2 separate regions of the Sus scrofa genome follow, and region 1 is linked to region 2. Evidence: chromatin contacts called from public HiChIP or PLAC-seq data. All regions are on one chromosome and are shown on one strand. The core of a region is the stretch at or near the end of the contact, and the rest is flanking DNA. Distances in the headings are between cores, read along the strand shown. Region 1 has its middle 110 kb from the start of ZNF608. Region 2 has its middle 150 kb from the start of ZNF608.

Evidence for each region. HiChIP or PLAC-seq counts read pairs in DNA pulled down with a chosen protein or histone mark.
Region 1: an H3K27ac HiChIP or PLAC-seq map of skeletal muscle shows a contact between it and region 2. The contact joins two enhancer-like sites. A contact is called at or near these places in 2 of 47 Hi-C or Micro-C datasets (both in liver) and 1 of 2 datasets of contacts at active chromatin or transcription factors (skeletal muscle).

What each region holds. Positions count from the first base shown.
Region 1 is chr2:128,268,199-128,274,996 of Sscrofa11.1, reverse strand. No RefSeq gene overlaps it. Among named protein-coding and RNA genes, the nearest start is that of ZNF608, 110 kb to the right of the region's middle. Within about 2 kb of position 4,781, at least 6 of the 83 cell types and tissues checked have an H3K27ac peak or open chromatin away from gene starts, as enhancers often do. A contact at or near this core is called in skeletal muscle, where this site is marked.
Region 2 is chr2:128,003,272-128,010,113 of Sscrofa11.1, reverse strand. No RefSeq gene overlaps it. Among named protein-coding and RNA genes, the nearest start is that of ZNF608, 150 kb to the left of the region's middle. Within about 2 kb of position 3,638, at least 27 of the 83 cell types and tissues checked have an H3K27ac peak or open chromatin away from gene starts, as enhancers often do. A contact at or near this core is called in skeletal muscle, where this site is marked.

The DNA of each region.
Region 1 (6,798 bases), core at 3,532-6,031, 260 kb before region 2:
ATTGTTCTGGGAATTTCAGCAAATCTCACCCTAGATTGTAAGTGTAAGAAATCTGGATATCATCTTCTTTTATCTGTCTTGCAAAATAGTCAGGGAGGAGGCTGAGAATGGTTCCTAGATCTTCGGACTTGTCTTCAAAAATTGGTCCTGGAGTTCCCGTCGTGGCGCAGTGGTTAACGAATCCAAGTAGGAACCATGAGGTTGCGGGTTCGGTCCCTGCCCTTGCTCAGTGGGTTAACGATCCGGCGTTGCCATGAGCTGTGGTGTAGGTTGCAGACGCGGCTCGGATCCCGCGTTGCTGTGGCTCTGGCGTAGGCCGGTGGCTACAGCTCCGATTCGACCCCTAGCCTGGGAACCTCCATATGCCGAGGGAGTGGCCCAAAAAATAGCAAAAAGACAAAAAAAAAAAAAAAAAGTTGGTCCTGAAAGAGGCTGTGTTTAGTTGCAATCTACTGATAACCTCACCAGTGCGTTCTGTAGGGGAATGGGCAGTGCCTGTGTCACCCCAAATAGGATGATCTGGGGAGGCTTGGGGAGTGAGCCAGAGCATTCAAACCCAGAGCATGAATAGGTCATAACATTTCATATAACTTGCCACACAATCTTTGTTTAACATTCAGGTAACATTACAGGGATGAAAGAGAGAAAGAAAGAGAGAGAGAGGGAGAGAAACTTAAGTAAGCTATGGTGAGGACAGCCTAAAGGTCAAAATTGTAATATTAAATAAATCTTACAAGATTTTATAAACCCTAATTTATTGTCTATGTGCAACTGACATTTTAGCTCTTGGTTTAATACCAGACACTTCAAAGTATTCTTGTAGAAGAATGGTTGATAACCCTCTTACACAGTATAATTGGAATTCCGCATGTTAGAACATTTGGTTTCTGAAAGATTTTTGTAAATGTTAATAGCTGTCTTTTAAAATGGTGTAAGTGTGAAATGCTATGAAAAGCAAAGGTTTAAATGTCACTCCGTCTATAATTTTCATATTGTAAAAACGAAATAAGTTTTCAAAAAAGAAAAACCTAAAAGCCTGCTACAAGTTTGAGGATATCAATGCATTCATTCTTCCTTTTTGACACAGATGTGACATTTAGCCAAATGAGCCAATTTTAGAATTAAAGGTAATCTGTTTCTTTCTACACTGTGCTATTGAACGTTGCACCTACACTCAAAAGCAGTTGTATTTACAGAGTTCCCCACTTTGTCTCCCTATTGCATAAGATTATGGCTAAAGATCTGTCTTTAAAGCACATACGTGATGTGCCTCCCTGGTCGTGTGATCATTGCCACCTGCATCTTTGTTCCTGTCTCCAGACATCCTACTGCTCTGAAAGCTCCAGCCAGACTATCTGGAGTCCGGAACAAAGACACAGGCTTAGTTCACGGCTGCAGCTCACATCCGATCCCTGGCCCCGGAGCTCCATGTGCCAAGGGGCAGCCAAAATTTTTCAAATTAAAATAAAATAAAATTCTGAAAAGAAAATGGGATTTGGGAGAGAGAGGTCATACTCTGGGAAAGGTTTTACTAGATGACTAGCCCCTTTATTTAATTATGACCCAGAGCCGTGATTCTCAAACTTTAGCCTGCATCAGAATCACCTTTGGAACTTGTTAAAACACAGACTTCTGGGTCCCACCCCCAGAGTTTCTGATTCAGTAGATCTAGGATAGGGCTGAGAATTTGCATTTTCAACAAGTTCCCAGATGGTGCTGATGCTGCAGGTTCAAATTCCACACTGTGAGAGCCAATGAAATGGTGTGCTTTTGCAGCACCCGAACTGAAGAATAACTGGGTTATAGCTAAAAACCCTACATAGCAAACCTGCTGAGTCACCTAGGGAAACAGTTGATATCCCAGTTTACTAAAAAGATAAATTACGTAAAACTAGACACTCACTAGATGACCTACAAAGATTATTTCTAACGGCATGGGTCATGGAGTGGTAAAACTGCTTTAGAACTTTCCAGTAACGTTATTGTGGGCATGCTCTATTTGGGGCTTTGATTATCCATTCATTCCTCTTTTTTTCTTCCGGAAAAATAAAAATGCTAATGACTTCCATTTGTTAATTCCTTCTTACACTGTGCCCGGCTCGGCATCACGTGGATCCCATCCGTTTACCTCGTTCAACCCTCAGTGCAATCAATGAGGAAGCTTTATAATTCCCATCTGACAGATCCGAGGCTATGGCTAAGGGAGATTTTAAAAGGACATTTGGAAATACTGCTTGAGATACCTTACAAGTTAACCTTGGAATAAACCAGACTCAGAGAGCATTGTCGCCAGTTGACTGATCTCTTTTTATCCGCTGTGCTTTGGCATGAGGCAATCAGCCACACTGAAGGACCTCATAAGAAACAGCCCTGTAGCTCATTTGCTGCTTTCCTGTGAGAAGGTTGTCAAGGACATTATTTACTTCATTATAAAGCATCTTCTTTGTGAGAGCCTGCTGGGGAAACATCTCTTAGCTCTCAGTGCCAGGAGTTGAGTTTGTCCTCACCAGTGGGTTTCATCTACAGACAACATCAGTCACGTGCCCGGGCGTGTCCTCTTTCGGCTCTCCTTTTTTCATCTTCCAACATCTCCGTAATAATATTTACTCTTTTGGATGCTCTCAACAATGACTGTAACTAAGACAGTTTGAGGAAACCGAGAACAAAGTTTGTGTCAGCTTCGTGGGGCTTATTTCCTACAGGAAAATGCCACTGTTCCCACTGAAATGGCAAACAAGGCAGGAAGTCGGAGTAAGGGAGAGGGGAGAAGCAGGTGCCTTAGGACCCACGTGTGTTGAAAGGGCCAAAGAGAATCTATGCACAACTCCCGTATGTGAGGAGACTTTCGTCAGCTTGCACTGCTGTGCTTTTAGCGCGTACACGCTCACCCCATTCTTCCCTCACCCCTCGTCCCCTTTAGTAGTTCTTTGCACCCCCGTCACCTTCCCTTACAGAAACAGTGGGGAGAGAGTTCCTAGATTGTTTCATCAACAAGTAGTAAGCTTTGAGTTTGGGATATGTCAGTAGAGGGTGGGACACTGATTTTGTGAAGGGCTGTGCACCACAGAGGGAGAAAAAAATAGCATCTAAATATGTTTAGTCAACATGTTTTCTAAACTATTTAAGAAATCTTATCTAGCCTCCTCTTAAAATATGTGAGAACAACTTCTAGCAGCTTGTTGTTCAACTACGCTTATCTTAGAGCAAAGCCAACAAAGGAAAAGAGACCCCCCCCCCTCAAATTGGCTGATAAGCTGTAAAGGAAAAAATAGCAGCTTCACAGTGGAAAACTCTGGCAGGCACCACCCAACTTAGCATCACCAATCGTGGGATTAACAGCATCATGTAAAAAGGACACAAGGACCCAAGACCACCTGTCACTTACCTTGTACCCCTTAAAAAAAAAAGTGTGTGTGTGTGTACACAGGTATATCAGGATACATATAGATATATAGCTATATATATCCCAAATCTAATTATAATGAAACATCAGATTACCCCACACTGAGGAATGTTTAACAAAATAAATGACCTATACTCTTCAGGCAGCAGCATGAAGACAAGGAAAGGTTAAGGACGCATTCCAGATTAAAGGAGAATATAAGAGTCATAAAAACTAAGTGAAATGCAAAATCCTGAATTGGATTCTGAACCGGGGCAAAATTACTCTCAAGGACATCCTTGGGATCACTGGCAAAATTTCAAGAAAGATGTGTTGATTAGATAATGGTATTGTACCAATGTTCAGCTTCCTCATTTTGATCATTGTCCCATTGTTCTGTGAGTGAATCTCCCTCTTCCTAGGAAATACACAGTGAGCTATTTAGGGATAGAGAGACACTGTGTCTGCAACTCACTCTCAAAGGGTTCAGAAAAAGCATATGATCATTATATACGTATATGTGTATTACGTGTGGTTTTAACCCATGTTCATCCTGCAGTCAAGTGTGCATAACTTAATATCAACCTCTCTCTAGATATCTAGATATACATATCAAGATATACATATATAGATATCTAGAGAGAGAGAGATCTCTCTAGAGAGATAGGTATCTATGAGGTTAAAATGTTAAAAACTCCTAAATCTGGATGAACAGTATATGGGTATACTTTATATTATTATTTGTTCTTTGTACTATTATTGCACATTTTCTGTGTGTTCAAAATTATCACATGATTTAATTTTTGTTTTAGGAAAATAGCCAGAGGATTCTCCTAACCAGTAATGAAGGAAGTCTTGTTTGTGATACAGCAAAAACATAGCTGCCAAATAAGGTTATTCACATAATAAGCATGGTCATTTTTAAAGCATGATACCTAGTGAAAGCGACTTTTTTTCATGCAGAGACATAGCTAAATCCTTTTAAAATTTTTCTGAAGCACAAGAGTTTATTATTTACACTGCAGAGTTCTCATATGATAGCCATGTTACGCCTGCCATCTTAAAAAAAAAAATGCTTAGACCTCAAAAAGCCCCTCCACTATCCTTTAAACAACATCAGAACATACCAGAGCATAGGAGTTACCAGTTGGAGTCGTATATCTGTTTTCTCTGACAGGAGCAGTGCCATAGTAATCCAATAGGCCCAAGTGAGTGTGTGGCAAACATTAGCTCTGATTTTTATTGTGGAGCTTGATAGAAAAAAACATTTGTTCCTTTTCATTCCTGAATGTTTTCACGGTGACATTTCTCAAGCCTTGGGTTTAGGGGCAGCGTGTGTGTGTGTGTGTGTGTGTGTGTTTACTGCTTCTTAGGGGCAGCGTGTGTGTGTGTGTGTGTGTGTGTGTGTGTGTGTGTGTGTGTGTTTACTGCTTTCTTATCCCTCAAAGAGATCATCCAGTGACCTTGAAATCTGCACTGGCATTTTGCTGGCAGGAAGGGAAGCTCTCTCTTCTCATTTGCAAAATGAATAACAATTTGATCATCCTTAAACTTCTAAAAGGTTAATTATGCTCTCTCCATGAGTACTGAATAAAAACCTGTTTTATCTCTGCCCAGATGAAACCCACAGGGCTCACCCTCCCTCTAACTCTGCCAGGAGACCAAGTCCTTCCGGCTGTCAATTAACCACTATCAACTCCTAGATCTGTGTGAGCTGCAGTAGATTTTCTCATCCAAAAACTACGACAGCCCTCATTTGCTAGAGCTGTGTGGTGACTTTAAAAATGGCTCAGCAGGAAAGTGTTATCTGGCTGCAGGCTGCGTGTTGGAAAGAAAAGGGAAGCAAGAGGAGTGAGCCAGGGAGAAAGAAAGAGAAAGATAAAAAGGTGTTGGATCCCTGAAACTTCATTTCACACAAGAGCAAAACAGCAAAACAGAAATGCATCCGCAAAGATGACAAAAATAGCCACCACTAAAATTAAAAGCAAATTTAAAAGTGAGGAAACTCTTTTGCTCTCAAAAGCATTCGATTTTTGCTATTCTGACCATTGTCAAGAAGAGCACGTGTCCCTGTCCTCAACTCTCAAAGCACCTATGGGTCAGCACTTACGAGAAGCGTGCAGAAAAGGTTCAGCATCCCTCTTCCCCTATTTAAAATGTCTGGGCTTCTCCTATTTCTTGGCCATGAGCAGCCCTTTTAGTTATAAGCCAGAAATTGTATCTTATAAAGGAAGTCTAAGAGAGTTACATTTCATTTTTATTGCAAGAAACTCTCATTTTTCAAAGGGAAGTAATGGCACAAAGTGTGGGGTGGGGAGAGGCAGAAATCCCTGCCTTTTGCCTGATACTCATGGCTCCTTGTTTTAATAACTTAGGATGTATTACTTGAACAGTTGCACCTGAGCCAGCCAAACGTTATTACATGGGAAAACAAAAGAAATAGAAGAAAAGATGGAGCAAGCCCTGTATTTTTTCCTAAAGGAAACACGTTACTCTATACAACGGTTCAGATGATTTAACAGTAATGTCATTATCAAGATGCCACGTAGGGCCTGATCTTGTAACCAGACCGAAGTGAGTTACTGTGCGGGTACAAAAATGCCTCAGTGTAGCTTTCCCCGTGTCTAGTACACAGCAGAGTAAATACCAGTGGGAATGGAGCACCACGTCTCTGATTTCTGAAGCAACACCTCTGTGAGAAGACCTAGTGCAGACTGTAACTTTCCAGCGATTCCATGAAAACTGAAATTATTGTCACCAAGAAGCACTCAGGCAAAATATGTAGTTTGTGCTGTGTTCTTCTTCCTGGGTTTGTGTGGGGGGGGGGGCGGGGAGGGTTAAAATACACACAACATAAATTTACCAGGTTAGCCATTTGTACAATTCAGTGGCGTTAAGTACAGCTACCGTGTTGTGTAACCATTTACCACCACCCATCTCCAGAGTTTGTTCATTATCCTAAACAGAAACTCTCTCCATTAAACAATTCCTCATTCCCTCCCCCGACCCCATGGGCTGAATGCCAGTGTCTCCTCAACATTCATGTGTTGAAATCTTAATGCCCCAGGTACGGCCTTTAGGAGATGCTTAAGGGCCCTCTTGAATGGGATTAGTGCCCTTATAAGAGACCTGGCCAGGAGTTCCCGTCGTGGCGCAGTGGTTAAGGAATCCGACTAGGAACCATGAGGTTGTGGGTTCGATCCCTGGCCTCGCTCAGTGGGTTAAGGATCCGGCGTTGCCGTGAGCTGTGGTGTAGGTTGCAGACGCGGCTCAGATCCCGCGTTGCTGTGGATCTGGGGTAGGCCGGTGGCTACGGTTCCAATTCGACCCCTAGCCTGGGAAGCTCCATATGCCACGGGAGCAGCCCAGGGAGCGGCCCAAGAAGTGGCAAAAAGACAAAAAATAAAAAAAGAGAC
Region 2 (6,842 bases), core at 2,389-4,888:
CATGTTGAAGCTAACTGATACATCCATCACCTGACATAGTACCTGGACTGTGGTAAAAGTTTTACTTCTCTCAGAAAGCAGTTATCATATTCTTTCTCCTCTTAGTACTGGCGAACTTGGCCCATCTCATTAAGTTGTAATATTTCTCAGGAGAGGAAAACTTCTTATTCATTTGTTAATTATTCATAATACTTAGCAGTGTGTCGTATATACAGTAGACAGCTAGTATTACATAGAGCATTAATGAATATTTGTTTAGTTAAAGTATATACGTTGAGCTCAAGAGACCCTCACAAGTGTCACCCACTATTTAGGAGCTGCCATCAGAATACCAGACATCAATCTCAAGAGGAAGTAGTACCATCTGTGTTCTTATGGTAACTGATGTGAATAATTCTGACCCTCAAGTGTTTTGAGACCCCTAAGGTCCTCCTGAATCATCAAAGATAAATAGACCCTTTCAGGTTGAAAGTAACCAATATATATTCAGGTGACTGCAAGTAGGGTATTTATTGTAAGGATCCATAAGGAAATAAAGAATGATTAGAAATATTCTCATTTTGGAGTTCCCGTCGTGGCTCAGTGGTTAACGAATCTGACTAGGAACCATGAGGTTCAGGTTCGATCCCTGGCATTGCTCAGTGGGTTAGGATCTGGCATTGCCGTGAGCTGTGATGTAGGTTGCAGACGTGGCTGGGATCCCACGTTGCTGTGGCTCTGGTGTAGGCCGGCAGCTACAACTCCAATTCGACCCCTAGCCTGGGAACCTCCATATGCCGAGGGTGCGGCCTTGAAAAGACGAAAAAAGAAATACTCTCATTTTGAGTTCCCTTTGTGGCTCAGCGGAAAAAATCTGACTGGCTCTGTGAGGACTGAGCTTCCATCCCTGAATTCGATCAGTGGGTTAAGGAACCAGTGTTGCCTTGAGCTGTGGTGTAGTTTACAGATGTGGCTTGGATCTGGTGTTGCTGTGGCAGTGGTGTAGGCCGGCAGCTACAGCTCTGATTCGACCCCTAGCCTGGGAAGCTCCATATGCCGCAGGTATGGCACTAAAAGTTAAAAAAAAAAAAAAAAAATCTCATTTTGGAGTTCCCACTGTGGTTCAGTGTGTTAATGATCCGGCTTGTCTCTTTGGCTTTGCCGTTTTGATCCCAGCCTAGCGCAGTGGGTTAAGGGTCCAGTGTTGCTGCAGCTGTGGCGTAAGTCGTAGATGCAGCTCCAGTTCGATGTGTGGCCCAGGAACATTCATATGCTGTGGGTGCATTCAAAATAGGGAAAAATAAAAACCCCAGCAGAAGTCATCTCATTTTCCACACAGCCAGGGGTCCTGGAGAACGAGAATTTTCAGCTCTGTGACCTAGTTTTTTTTTGTCTCCTCGGAACAGCCCTCTGTTGCTTCCAGCTCCTGAATTTTTCCATTAAGGTCAAATAATGATCAGTCAGCTTCTGCTGGTCTTTGCTGTTACTGCTCTCATCTGGAATGACTTTCTCATTCAAGTGGAGGACTTGAATGGCCAGCCAATCCCAACCGACTAGTGTCCTCCAGCGTTTTATGGGTTGGACCACGGTCTACAGGGAGTAGACCACATGCCACAGCCTAGAGACTAGGGTCCTGCCTGTGTCCTGGGAATGTGGGCCAGCCCGCTGTGTTGGGGTGACTGAGACAACTGTGTAAATTCTGACTGCTTTTCCCATGAGGACTTATGCAGGTGATTGACACTCAGAGCCTTATCTCTCATAAACTGGTTTGGTATTTCAATGTTAAATTATTTTCTCCTTTTGTAAAGCTGATAATCCGTATGTTACTATGTAAACTCTATTCACTTGAATTTTGTGTACGAACATTTTCTAATTATGGTAGGTGTTAGTGGACTCTTAATAATTGCTGGTTGGAGTTCCCACTGCGGCTCAGCAGGTTAAGAACCCCACATTGTCTCCGTGAGGATGTGGGTTACATCCTTGGCCTCAATGGGTTAAGGATCCAGCATTGTTGCAAGCTGCAGTGTAAGCCACAGATGCAGCTTGGATCCCGAGTTCCTGTCGCGTAGGCTGGCAGCTGTAGCTCAGATTTGACCCCTAGCCCGGGGAACTTCCACATGCTGTAGGTACAGCTGTAAAAAAAAAAGAAAAAGATAATTTATGAAGCACTTACCACTGCAAGTATATCTCCTTTATTGTCCACAAGCTTACTCTGTAAGCTGTTTTTATCCCCATTTTATGGATAAAGAAACTAAGGCTTAGAAAGGCCTATTGGCTTGTTTAGTCGCATGATTGAGTTGTTGAACCAGAATGTGAATCCCAGTTGGTCAGATCTCAACGGCTGTACTTGCACCATGCTCAAGAATGGAGAGTGTTTGGATTTTTTAACCATCATGTTTCTCTTTAACAATAAGGAGAAAACATATCAGGGTTTTATGGAAGTCTTAACGTCTTCACATTTCAGGGTGCATTTGGATATTTTGCAAGTGAAATCGAGAGCAGTGAGGCTGAAGCAACGCAAACTGAACTTCAGCACTGTCAATATTCCTGCTCGTCCCACCGTGAAAGTCTTTTCCCCCAGCCTTCCGTGTCTATTCTTGGATATTAGGAAATGACCCAGAACACCTCATCAATGAAAAAGAATGTGCGCCGTGCTGTGACAGAGCTTTATACTAAAGGGCTTTCAAGAGGGAGTTAACTCAGTGGTGAAGCAACCTTGCCCTGATTTAAATAGCTTTCCCGGAGTTTCCGTCGTGGCGCAGTGGTAACGATCGACTAGACATGAGGTTGCGGTTCGGTCCTGCCTTGTCAGTGGTACGATCCGGCGTGCGTGAGCTGTGGTGGTGCAGACACGGCTCGGATCTGCGTTGTGGCTCTGGGTAGGCTGTGCTACAGCTCTGATTCAACTCTAGCTGGAATTCATATGCCAGAGGCCAAGAAATACAAAACAACAAAAAAAAAAAAAAAAGAAAAAAAAAAAAAAAAAAAAAAAAAAAAAAAAAAAAAAAAAATAAATAGCTTTCCCCAGCACAGCTTGGGCTCAGGCATGACTGTTGGTTGCCTTTATAAATAATACAAAACAATTGATGCAACAAACTTAAATTTGCTAAACTTGAAACTTTTTGCAAAAGAAGAAAAAAATGGACCCACTTTCTTTTCCTTTTTTTTTTTTTTTCTTCTTCTTTAGAAGCTGAACTGGGTTCCCCATTGCATTTCTAATTCACTGATAATTTTAAAATGCACGCTAGTTTCTGCTGCGATGCTATATATTCCTTTTATCTGGAATTTCGGGTTTCTCTCTCCCGTTTCCTGGGATTTGCAAAACAGCAAAATCAGCCCGTTTACATTTAAGATGTTTTGATTCTTTTCTCAGACTCTTGCCAGTGTACTTAACGCAGAATGATTAAAAGCTGTGTGTTCTGTTAGAACTGTTATAGTGTTTAAACAAGGAAGTCTGTGTTTGTTTAAGAGAATGGGGAAATGGTTATCTTGACAGATTAGACTGCACAAACAGGACAGCCACAGTCTAGCACAGATGTCCACATTTGCCACTTGGCTGGCTTTTTGAGGTATTCTAAACAAAACTTGCTTGTGTGCTGGTGCCTGAGCGCTGCCTGAGCTCTGCCTGACACCTGACTGAGGAATGTGATTAAGAACCGCTGCCAGGGCCTGGGTGTCTCTGTGGGCACATGTTCCCAGGTTTGAAATTTCTCAGGGTCTGTTTAACTGTGTCATAATTAAACTAATGGAACACAAGAGGAATTTCTCTCACTGGCTGGAAGGCCCCATTCCAGTGTGATTTGGTCTCCCATCACCCGCGATGCCAGTGGCTGCACTGCAGAAGGTGAAATGCAGCTGAGCAGAACTGTGGGGTGACCGCATTAATCAGTCTCTTCCAAATGTGATCTTAAACTGGATGAAGCATCAGGGGCAGCTGTGGTTAAGTGGCCATAGCACTGAGTGGAAAGTGGGAAAACCTGATTCAAGCCCTAATTCTCTACTTACTAGCTGTTTGATGTTGGTCGAGTCCTCATTTAACCCTCCTAGGGTCGTGCAGCTGTGGTTGATGACGCTGAGGGATGCCATATCTACTGGGCCTGTCCTCTGCCAGGCACTGCTGCGGGCATGACACCCTGTTCCTCATCTTCTGCTCAGAAAAACCCGGTAAGGTGGCGCCAATAAGTTGTACTGTTTCCTATGGGATTTCAGGGAAGCTCGGAGCTTTGCTGGAAATCATTTAGGTAGCATGGAACACACTAGCTAGGATGTTGGAACGCAGGTTCTTTGGGTTTGGGCTTTCTGGGGCAACGTGATCTTTAAGGTAACTTCCGGCCGTGAAATCAACAATTTTGTGCAATCTGAACACATGGATGTGGCTTTAACTATGTCTATATCTACACATACACTGTAGAGACCAATACTTAGCCTTGAATGGTTATAACCACGAGTGTTCATAGATACCTTTGTCTATTGCCTGGTTGCATAGCTTGCCATAAATATTAGTGTACAATTCTTTGATCATAAATTTTATGAATATCTAGGGCTCTCTTATTAAGGAGTATTTGCTAAATCAGATCTTTTGGAGCTTGAAACTCTGGCATGTGTGATTCTAATTTTTTTTTTTTTTTTTTACTGAAGAGGAACTTCAAAATAGATTACAAAACTTAGGACTTTGGGGCATACATGTTATGTCATAAACAACTGCTAATTTAACTCTCTCTGTCATATTTATTTCTATTAATTAGTGCTTTATAATATGGGTGATACTTGAGCGCAATTGATCGAAATTTAGAATTTATTGCAATGCAGCTTTATTAGTAGCAAAGGAGGTTTCCATTGCCTTATTTTAAATAAATAAGATATTTATTCCTAACATATTCACATGTGCTATGTGAGTGTATTTTCCAAAAGCCATGAGTCCACCGTTTTTATTGAAAATATACAATGCAAAATGTCCAGCAGCTGGTGACAGTCCACTTGTGCTTTGGCTAGTTTGCCAATGTCAGTGGGGTTACCTGTCAGGACTCTGGGAAACCAGACAGGATTCTGACCGGTGGATTCTACAGGCCTTATTCGTAGAGACCACCTAGCATCTTCCACTATCGTAAAGAGGTCGGTTTGAAGAATTAAGTCTGTACCAATTTTGATACATCTGTACGTAGTTACTAGATAATCAAAAACATATTAAATAATCAACTTCTCGTGTGATTGTTTAAATGATTTATGGTACTGTGTCTTAGCTCCTCTAATGTGGACCTGACAACAATCAGCCTGGATGGCTTCGTTCCTAGCCGTCTTGCCATAATCCTCTTCATTTACTTCTTGACCTAACCCTGTTCCCTTGGGGACGTCATTACTAACATCTGGAACCATCTTTCACTCTCCATCTATTTTTTTTCTCTAACAATTCTTTTTAGAGGGAATCTCCTGGAATTCTGCCCTCAACCATCAGTCTCTCCTGGATCCTTATCAAATTAGAACAGGACTTACTCAATGCACTATTTTGTTTATCACAAAAACAAGAGACTGCTTCTCCCAAATAGGAATCTATTTTTTTTTTTTTTATCTTATCCCTTAGCATGTAAGAATGGAAAGATTGGGATCACTTGCTTAGCCCCAAGCTGATCGAGTGCTTGGCAATTAATATTAACTGATAACAATAGAATTTCAATATAACTATTTCTTCGGTACATTCCTAACAGTGTGTCATATAATTTTCCTGGAATCCCTAAGATCAGGAGTTTAGTTTCTGCTAACATTTAAGAGCAAATTGTGGGAGTTCCCATCGTGACTCAATGGTTAACGAATCCGACTAGGAACCATGAGGTTGCAGGTTCGATCCCTGGCCTTGCTCAGTGGGTTAAGGATCTGGCATTGCCATGAGCTGTGATGTAGGTTGCAGACCCGGCTCGGATCCCGAGTTGCTGTGGCTCTGGTGTAGGCCGGTGGCTACAGCTCCAATTAGACCCCTAGCCTGGGAACCTCCATATGCTGCAGGAGCGGCCCCAGAAGTGGCAAAAAGACAAAAAAAAAAGAAAAAAAAAAAGAGCAAATTGTGGTTGTCTTCTCCATTTTCTACATAGCGCAAAGATAAGTAGAAATAATGAGCTTGGATATGCTGAGTCATGTTGAGGAAAATTGAGGCCCCCAAGTCTTTGGATGCTGTCGGGTCTAGAATGAGCCACATGAGCTGCCTCTTCCACTGAGGGTCTTGTCTTGGGAGAAATCAACGTGATGACGTGAGGCAAAGCTGCAGAAAGGCCGGCTGAGAGGCATGGGTGTGGGAGGCTTGCGTGGGTAATGAAGGTGATTCATGGATGACTGTGTTCCTGAAACTCAGGTGGTTTTTTCCGCAGGCTGAGTGTCAGGCCATCTCCTTTCTGGTCCCATCTTCTCCCAGGACTTGTGCTAACTGGCCCACCTTTGGATTGTGTTCATAGCTCTCGGCAAAGAGGATTGCCAGGCTTTAGAGATGAAAGAATTTAGCTGGAGTGGCTTGTAGAGCAGAAATACCCACCCTTGGAGATCCATCTCTCCAAAATTTGCTAAGTCTTAAGAAAAAAGCTGACTTTTTATTTAACGAAATCTGTTAGAAAAGGAAACAGGATATCACAGGCCAAAAATAGAAGTTCGACACAACACAAAAACTGTGAAGACAAAACAACAGTTCTTAGCCTCTCAAGGCTAAAAAGGTCCCTGGTGGTCTAGTGGTTAGGATTCGGCACTGAACTTGGAGCCTGGTCCCTTTTTCTTAAAAAGAAGGTGTAAGTTTAGGGAGGTGGGAAAAGTATTCTTTCCTTAATTTAGGTGGAAGGGTTGAGAAAGAATTGCAAGTAGAATCACTTTTATCATTTCTGTGAGTT